Regions from separate parts of the Anas platyrhynchos genome. Here region 2 is linked to region 1. A link is a contact called in public Hi-C data. All regions are on one chromosome and are shown on one strand. Each heading gives the region's core, a stretch centred on a gene start, on an enhancer-like site or on the middle of the called end of the contact. The rest is flanking DNA. Distances are from core to core; before and after follow the strand shown.

The links. Hi-C and Micro-C count contacts between places; a contact is called where the count stands out from the background.
Region 2: a contact with region 1 is called in a Hi-C map of small yellow follicle, with 3 times the contacts expected there. The contact joins the promoter of SPARC here to the enhancer-like site in region 1. A contact is called at or near these places in 3 of 8 Hi-C or Micro-C datasets (F5 follicle, small yellow follicle and subcutaneous adipose tissue).

What each region holds. Positions count from the first base shown.
Region 1 is chr14:6,042,919-6,046,902 of IASCAAS_PekinDuck_T2T, forward strand. LOC101804862 (proton-coupled amino acid transporter 1) reads left to right here. Exons shown (of 11, transcript XM_027468220.3): 9 at 781-947. Among named protein-coding and RNA genes, the nearest start is that of GM2A, 14 kb to the left of the region's middle. Within about 2 kb of position 2,578, at least 4 of the 8 cell types and tissues checked have an H3K27ac peak or open chromatin away from gene starts, as enhancers often do. A contact at or near this core is called in F5 follicle and small yellow follicle, where this site is marked.
Region 2 is chr14:6,136,923-6,141,436 of IASCAAS_PekinDuck_T2T, forward strand. SPARC (secreted protein acidic and cysteine rich) reads right to left here and starts at 3,101. Exons shown (of 10, transcript XM_021277302.4): 1 at 2,957-3,101.

The DNA of each region.
Region 1 (3,984 bases), core at 1,328-3,827:
GAGAAGGCCGGGTGGGTGGAAGGCTTAATGGCTCGCTGAGATGCTGTGGGTTGTTTCCGGGAGCTCCCTTCAAAGGAGAAAAAAAAAAATGTTTTCATCTCTTAATATAAGCTGGCTATGTAAACACGGGGCTGCAGCGTGCCAAATCCATTCCAGGAGGAGTATTTACAGCATGTTCTGCCCAGGACAGAGATCTCTTGCTGGTAGCTTGGAGGTGGGGAAGCAAATAAAAGCTATTCTGGCCTTGCCACTGTCTCTCCTTGAAATCACCACCACCCAAGGACAGCTATAAAAATGTTTGCTGAAATTCTTTGAAGCAAGTGCTGGTAGTGTCAAGATGGGGCATTGTCCCTGCTCTTTTTTTTTCTCTCGTGTGTTATTTTTTTATTGTCCTGCCTGTTTGAAACCTGTCCATACAAACTTGCAGCGAGAGGAAAAAGTGCCACAGCCATTGCTGGGAAAAATAAGATAAGGGATTGGGACGGGCACAGCCGTGCTGCTTTGGGATGTGGGGTGGGCAGCATCACCCTGAGGTGCTGGGCTCCCGTGGGCACAGCCCCTGGCAAGGCACACGGTCCCTTTGCAAGGGCACAAATGACCCTGCTGGGGGCTCGCCGTGCTAAGCCCAGAGGTCTCAAATTTGAGCAGAGGGTCTCATCTCCAGTGCAGCAGGTCCAGCTGGGGTCTCCAGGCTCGGTGCGTAGGGCTGTGCTCAGCTATGGGGCTGGGGGTGCAGAGGAACAGGGGAAAACTGCTGCTCCATCCTCCTCCTCCTTCCAGGTGCTGCCTCTGGAAAACAAGATGAAGAACCCGCGGCAGTTCCCGGTGATACTCTACGTGGGGATGACGATCGTCACCATCCTGTACATCAGCCTGAGCGTGCTGGGCTACCTGCGTTTTGGGGCGAGCATCCAGGCCAGCATCACGCTCAACCTGCCCAACTGCTGGTGAGTCCCTGCAGAGGGTCACCCCTTAGGTCACCTCATTTGGGGGAGGTGGGGAGGGCCAAAACTGGCCAGAGGAGCTTGTTGAGATGTTGGATACAGCCCTTGGCATACTAGGTGATGTGTGAACAGCACCAAACCACTTCTCTTCCCCAAACGAAGCACGTGGGAAACCTAAACCCAAAGCTGGGAGCTCCCGGTGTGGGGGAGACGTGGTGGTTTTGCCCCATGGGCTGTGTTTCCCTGTTTGCAGCCCCGGAGCTTGAACTCCCACTCCAAGCTCTGCACCCGGGCACCTCGCAGCTCATGGCGAGCTGGGGCTTTGTGCGTGGCTGCTGTGGCCATGAGGGTGCTCCATCCCTTAGGGGCCGAATTCTGCAGCTCCTCCAACCTGCCTGTCCTGCACGGCCTCTCGTATGGCTCTAGGGCAGCTCACACCAGCCACCAAGATGGGTTAGAAAATGGGGGGGTAAAGATGTGGGACTTGTGGGAACTGCACACGAGTGTCAGGGCAAACTCCTTTGCTTCACCTTCTGTGGTTCCCCGTGCTGGCTTTCACCTCCCTTGGCCACTAACACCCCCAGGGGTAGGTGCTGCTCAGTGTAGTGGCTCCCTATCCACCCTGGAGGAGAAATGCCAGCAGCTCCCCTTGCCTTTGTGACGAGAAGCGTGGAGGCTCTTCGGCATGCAGATGTTGGGAATAAAAGCCTTTCCCAGCTTGCTCCTCCTGGGAGTATTTGAGGAGGCCTTGCACAACCCCACCGCTGTTCCTTCTCACCACTCGCTGCTCTGGGGCACCTGCCTGGCAGGCAGGGAGGAGGCTGCGGAGAAGCTCGTGTCCTCCGTGTGCTGCTTGCCCCAAAGCATCTCTGTGTGTCGGGGCTGAGGTCTGGTCTGGATGCCACGAGGCTTCTTGGAAAGCTGTCCTGGGGCAAAACAGTTCCTCGGGATGCTGCCAGGCTGGTTAGGATGGCTGTGGAGTTTAAAAAGTTTCTCTTTGAAGCCTTCACTGGCTTGAAATCTGTCAAGAGACCGAAGTGAGAGTTTCAGCTGAAGTGGCTGCCCCCTTCCCCAGCCCCGTCCCTGTTCGGTCAGCAGCTGCTCGGTGCTGCGCCCTGTGACTTGCTGCCTCCTCCCCACAGCCCGGGCAGATTTGGGCAGGACTCGGGTTTTTGAGTCACTGCTGGACTTCCACATCCTGGCCTTCTGCTGCTGCCCAGGCGTGGCTCTGGGGAAAGCAAGATCCTCTGTCAAATGCGTGTTTCTAGGAGTCTCTCTCTTTCTGTCCAAGTGGTTTTCTGGGGGGAGACATATAGGATTTCTTAGATATGGCCCTTTGGAAGCAGGGCCCTGGGAAGCCCCAGAACATGGCAGGGCTGCCCCTGGGCAAGGAGTGCTGTGGTCTCTTGTGACTCAGAGCATGAAACTCTTCAGTCATCGTGCCTGCTTCTTTCTGGCAAAACGTTTGATGGAGGCTGTAAACACTGCACTTGGAAATACGTTATCTGTCTTGTTAAAATGAGGGCTGGGAAACTCAGGCTAAAGCCTTGAAGGCTGTTTTCCCCTGCATGCCTTACCCCCTGGGTGATGGGTGAAGGCCTGCTCCTGACACGGGTGTTTTACCAGTTCTGCTTTGCCAGCGGGTTTTCTCCCCAGCAGTAAAAAAGGCGCCGGGCTGCAGCAGCTGGCCAGGAGGGCTGCGGGTGAGAAATCACGGGGCTTGCCTGCAGCGTGGGAGACAGGGCAGGGGTGGTGGAGGAGATGCTGCAGCCTTGCTCAGCCGTATCCATCGCCTGGAGGTCTCTAGGAACACGTCTGCCGAGCCTGCTGGCAGTCGTTGAGGTAGAGGATGACTAAGGACTTTTCCAGCCTCGTTTCTCTGCCACCGCAGCTTCCTCGAGCGAGGAGCGTGGCGGTTCCCGGTGCCCGGGTCTAACCACAGCCTCCCCGAAACACTGTGCTGCTCTGCCGAAATCCTTCCTCGCAGCCTGGCAAGGTTGCCTCACCCCACCAGCTAAAAGGGAGGAAGCCCTGCGGCGACGGGGGAGATGCCTGGTTGCGTACGGCCCGTTGGAGGTGTGTAATGCCAGAGCTTCCCGTCAGAGGAGGGTTTCCCATTTCTTGCTGAAATATCTCAGGGCACAGCTTGTCAGGATGACTTGGTGTGGCCCTCCAGGAGAAGCAGTGCCTCTCCAGACCCCACTTGCACCTGAGTTCTCTTTGGGTCAAGGCTAACCCTGGAGCTCTTCCCCTTCTTGGTATTCAAACTGCCCTTTGAGCTTGGTGTCCTGGCTCCTGACCTGTGCAGAATCAGGACCCAGCCTTACTTGGTGCCTTTTTTTAATAACATCTCTTAAAAAATGGATTGCCTTAGAGCGCTTTATTGCTTTACAGCATTCAGTTCCTGAGAACACAGCTCTGGGATGTGCAGAGTGTGGGATGCATGGCTCAAGGCTACCGTGCGCTCAAGTCATGTGCGGTGCATGCTTGGCCGAGTGGGTGCCCTCTGCACTCTTCTGATAGCTTTGCTTTGTTTGCCTATCGAATCGCAGGATCATTTAGTTCGTGGAGGGTATCGTGAGGTTATCGGCTCCAACCACCTACTCAAAGCACAGCCAACTTCAATCTTGAATGTCAGAAGGGATGGAGAGTCCCCACCTCCCACATTTTGGTGCTGAGCCACCCTGCTGGGCTGCAGCTCTGTCCTGCTGCCTCTGGTCCCCCTGCTGTGCAGCTCTGAGCCTGGCTTTGCCTTCTTGCTCTCCCATTAGGTGGCTGAAGCCAGTAACAATATCCTCCTTGACCTCTTTGTGCTGCACAAACGCAGCTCTCAGCCTCTCCTTACACATCGTGTCCTCCAGCAGCCTCAGTAGCTTCTCCTCAGCTTGCTCTGTGAGCTTCGTGTCTGTTTTGTCCTGGCAGGCTGGACACAGTGCTCCAGCTGCAGCTTTACAAGCCCTGATTCCTGCTTGGTCAGCATGCCTCGATTCGGGGAACAGGTAGGGCTGTAGCTGATGGTTACATGATATGGTTACAGATA
Region 2 (4,514 bases), core at 1,851-4,350, 95 kb after region 1:
CAGGAGCCAGGGCTTTCTAAGACACTGGAAGCCGGCACACCCTGGGCACAGAGAACATGCCGGGCAGAAAGCACACGGGGATGTCGGAGGCACACGAAGGATAACCTGGCAGCGGTGTTTGCACAGGGATCGGGCTGCTCCCTGGGAGCTGCCACCATGATGAGCCCAAAGCTGTTTGCAGGGGCTGTGGAGCAATAGTCCTGCTCTGGACAGGCTTCTTGGGGGGGCGCAGGGGGAGGTCTTGCTGTACCCAAACCAAACTCCAGCTAAAATTGAGAGAAGCCCCCTCTGAACCTAAAGGCTGCCCCCAGGACAGTGGATGTGCAGCCCAGCCAACACTTGACCCCACTTGCATCCTAAGTGGGGACTTCAGCTCCCACTCGCTGTGTAAACACGGTCTAGTGGCTCTTCCAAATGCCTCTCGATGGGTCCCTTTGGTCTCTTTTGTCCCCTCCAGCCCAGCCCGGGTGCCTTGGTGGGTGGAGGCGGGCGAGGGCCGGGCAGCGCAGCCTCTGGAGGAGGCTCCTTGGAGGGAGCAGCGTGGCCCATGTGGCACTGGCCCTAGCCAGGGTTGCATAAGCCCCACGGATGCCACGTTAGCGTGGGGAGGAGCCTCTCCTGGCCCCTCTGCCAGCTCCTCCCCGAGGCTGCTGCGATGCACAGGACAACCCCAGCAGCCTCTGCTGCTGCCTGGCCCCCCACCTCCAGCACCACGGGCAGGAACGGGCAATGGAAGGGCAAAAAAACCCTCACGCCTCGCTGGCAGGGTGGTGACAAAGTGTGACCACCGCAGGGACACGAGGTGAGGGCTGTGAGCCCACCACCCAGCCCTGGGCTTGCCGTGCAAGCAGGACCCTCTGAGCTTTAACTCGCCAACCGATTTCGGTTGGAAATCTGGTCTGAAAGATGAGGTGTGTGTGCCAGAACCCAGAAAGCTCCCCGCAGCTCCCTGCCTGCATGGCACTGCAGCCTGTCAGAGGTCCCAGGGGACCACCGCTGTCCCTGCCACCTACAGGGTCCCCCTGCGCTCACATCAAGTGTTTGGGGTCACAGAACCGAGTGGGTTTGGCTGGGAGAGAAATTCCCTACAGCTCATGCACACAGGACAAATTTTGCCCACCCCATCTTTCCGTGCAGCCGCTGGAGACATCCGCACCCTGTCAGCCCACAGACCTGGCAAAGAGCGACTTGAGCTGCTGTGATGGCACTTACACATGCACCAGGTCTTTACAGAACTCACTAACAAAGTGGCGAGAGCCCTCGGACTGGTGGAGCTGTGCGCTGGCTCGAAGCTCTCCCAGTTTGCCCAGTCTCCAAACTGCACCCGGAACGGGAAGCAGTCCAAGCAGTGCCAGAAGTGCATGGATGAGAGCGGGCTGCAAGCACGGGGAGACCCTGCAAACTGCAGCCAGAAGGGAAAATGATAACGCATTTTGCTGCCCTGCCTGTGCTGCTGCTTTTGTTCCCTCTGCCAAAAGGATTTGGGATGCTCGTGTGCCAGCTGCAAGCGGGTCCCTCGGGCTCCCGGGGCAGCCCGAAAGCTGATCTCCCACCGAGGCACGGCTCCACAAAGCGGAGAGCAAAAAAAAAAAAATCCTTCTGCTAAATGCACTGCAGAAATGCAAACCATCTTCAAAGCATTCCCAGCGCTCGCCCCGCCACAGCCGCTCCAGCGATAACAGCCCCGACATCCATCCGAGCAGAGGACCCAGAGAGGGTTTCCATGGGAGCCGACATTCCAGCGGGGCTGAGTCATGGAAGCCGTAATGGGGAAGGAGGGGCTTGCCAAAAAGTTTGAAAAGTTTATTTCTGCTCTTCCCCCCCTCCCGTCAACACCCGCATCCCTGCTCCTGCCTATGTGGCAGACAATAGCCTGGCTTGAACAGCTGCGCGGGGCGCGACAGCCTTTTATTTCCACTTAAAAACTTCCCTGGTCCGCCCTCCCAAGCTGCTGTGATTTATTTTTGTCCCTGGGGTGGGGAAGAAGAATTTTTGGGCTCTTGCACGGTGGCGTTGATCGAGCACCCGGAGTGCTGGCGGCCTCCCCGGTGCCCCCGAATTCTCTCCGATGTGAAAGGGGAGCCTCGGGGGGAGCCGAGCCCCCTTCCCTGCGAGGTTTCCTTCCCTCGGCTGGACAGCAAAGCAGAGATTTCTTCCAGGGGGGACACAAAGAGCAGGGTTTGGCTGCCTGCACGTCACCAAGGCCAGCTGCTGCCTTTAAAGGAAGCGAGCCCTCAGCTCCTCTGCCTGGCTCCGGAGCCGTGTCCGACTGGTCCCAAGTTATTGCACTTAAAAAAAAATAAAAAGAGCCAAAAAAAAGAGCTTTGTTCCTCCTCTCCTGTCTCTCTGTTTCCACCAGCTATCAGCTGGAGTTGAGCAAACCAGGGAGCGGGACCTGAAATGGATTCGGTCTGCCTGGAACAAAAAGCCGAGTGTCTTTTTTTTTTTCCTCTTTTCGCAGGAAAAATGAGAGCGGCTGCGCTGAGATAAAGCTGACAACCCTTTTGTTCTTCCCCTAGGTATTCTGGTGAGTAAAACGTCACCTGCCAGCACACCCCGGGCTGTGCACGGTGGGGACGGGTTTGTGACCAGATCTGGTTTGCCCTGCAGGATGCGCCAGGACCTCGGTTTAGCGCATCTCCCTAAGGAAACAACCCCAAAAGCCGGAGGGGAAAAAGGGAAAAGGGAGAAAAATTGAAGCTTTACATCCAGGTGACCCCAAAGCGTTAAGCTGGCGATGTGGCGGTGAAATAGAGTAACAGGTTAGGAGCTGGGAAGCTGCAAAGAGGAGCGAGAGAAGGAGGCAGGGAGGGTCCCCGAAGGCTCCGAGCGGGGTGGGGGGCACGGGGCGAGCAGTGCTGGGGTGGGAGGGCTGCAGGGCTGGGGTCCCTGCGAGGATCCCCATGAGCAGGAGCTGCAGCAGCACGAAGGAGACCGAGAAGGGCTCCGGCCATACCTCGCAGTCCTGGCAGCAGGGCTGAGGAAACTTCAGGCGCTGGGGAGGGCTGGAGGAATCTGCGGGTTTTAGAAGGAGGCAGCAGGAAGGCGAAGGGTGGGCTGGGTTTCCTGCTGCCTCTCCTCCTCCTCCTCCTCCTCCTCCTCCTCGCTATCTTTCCAAATCAGTCTCTTCCTCTGCCTCTCTCCCTGGTGGGCTGTCCCCACCCGCCTCCCGGCTCTGTGCCCAAAATACAGGCAGGGACACGGCCCTGGTGCCGAGGGCAGACCAGAGGAATCAAGCGGGGCTGCCGTCAAAGGGGTCCTGCAGGGATTGGGACCCCCCCGACCTCTCCCCTGCACTGCTGCAATGAGATTTTTGGGGCTCTGGCTCTGGCACCGGAGGGCAGGGAGGACAACCACGTCCCTCCTTGGTTTGCGCAGCTCCTGGCACCACGGCCTGCTGCAGTTAAACCCTTAAATGCTGTCATTTTGCTACGGTTTGCTCCCTGAGCTGGTGTTTTCCACCCTCAGGAGGACGCAGAGGAAGGGAGAAGGGACTTGGCTCCCCTCTCCTAACGCTGCTGCCCTCTGGGGCTGCCCTGCGGGAAGGGAGAGGAAAGAATGATCCCCGTTTTCCAGAGTGCGGAGAGGGATGACGTCTGAAATAGCTCCTGGTGAGCAGGGAAGAGCTTGGCTTGGAGGAAAGCTCCTCAGCGCTCTGCCGTGATTATCATCCAGCAGATCTGAGCAAATCCTGTGTCCTGGAAATGTGCTGGTTGAACCCGCTGCTCCCCACGGATAGCACCTCACATTTTGACCTTGCAGGCTATAACCCAGCTGGAGCAGCCGCCCGGCCAGAGGCAGCCAAGCAGCAAAGCCAGCTGGAGGTGGCTTCCCCCGTCTGCTCCCCACGGTGCTCAGCACGAGCCCCCAAAATCAAAAGCAGCAGCCAAAAGGCAAGGCTGTCAAATTGCTGGAATCGGGGACCCCCCGGGTGGATTGGTGACCTGCCACCATGGTGAGCTGGGGTGGCCCTGTGACCATGCCACACAGCCAGGGGAGGTGCGGGAGCTCTCCAGGGGCAGCTGGAAGGACAGAGACTTAGGGACAAGTAGTCTGGGCACCAGCAGGGTGAAGGACACCCCTAATAAAATGCAACATCGTGTTTTGTCTTGGCTGCCTGGGTCCATTCCTCGTGATTACACGCTGCCTTTGAGAGGGACCGAGGCACAGAGCTGGTGCCTGGCTCTTCCCACCGATGGTGCTGCTGATTTGGGTGCCAGCAGGGGACCTGCCAGGCTGTGCCGGCTCCTTGCTCTGTAGGGTGCCTTCATGACTTAAAACCTCTTCAGCACGCCCCACCTCTGGCCTCACGGCACTTCTGCTGCACGTGCAAGAAGCAGATGTAAGCATAAACATCCTTATGGCCAAAGAGAAACAAAAAAATAAACAAAAGCAAAAGGGAAAGGGGAGGGGAAAGAAAGAGAGAGTGGAGGGGCCGTGTCACCATCGCCACTTCCCAGAGAGGCAGCGGATATCTGCAGTCGGGCTGCCCAGGAAGCCGGCGGGGAAGGACA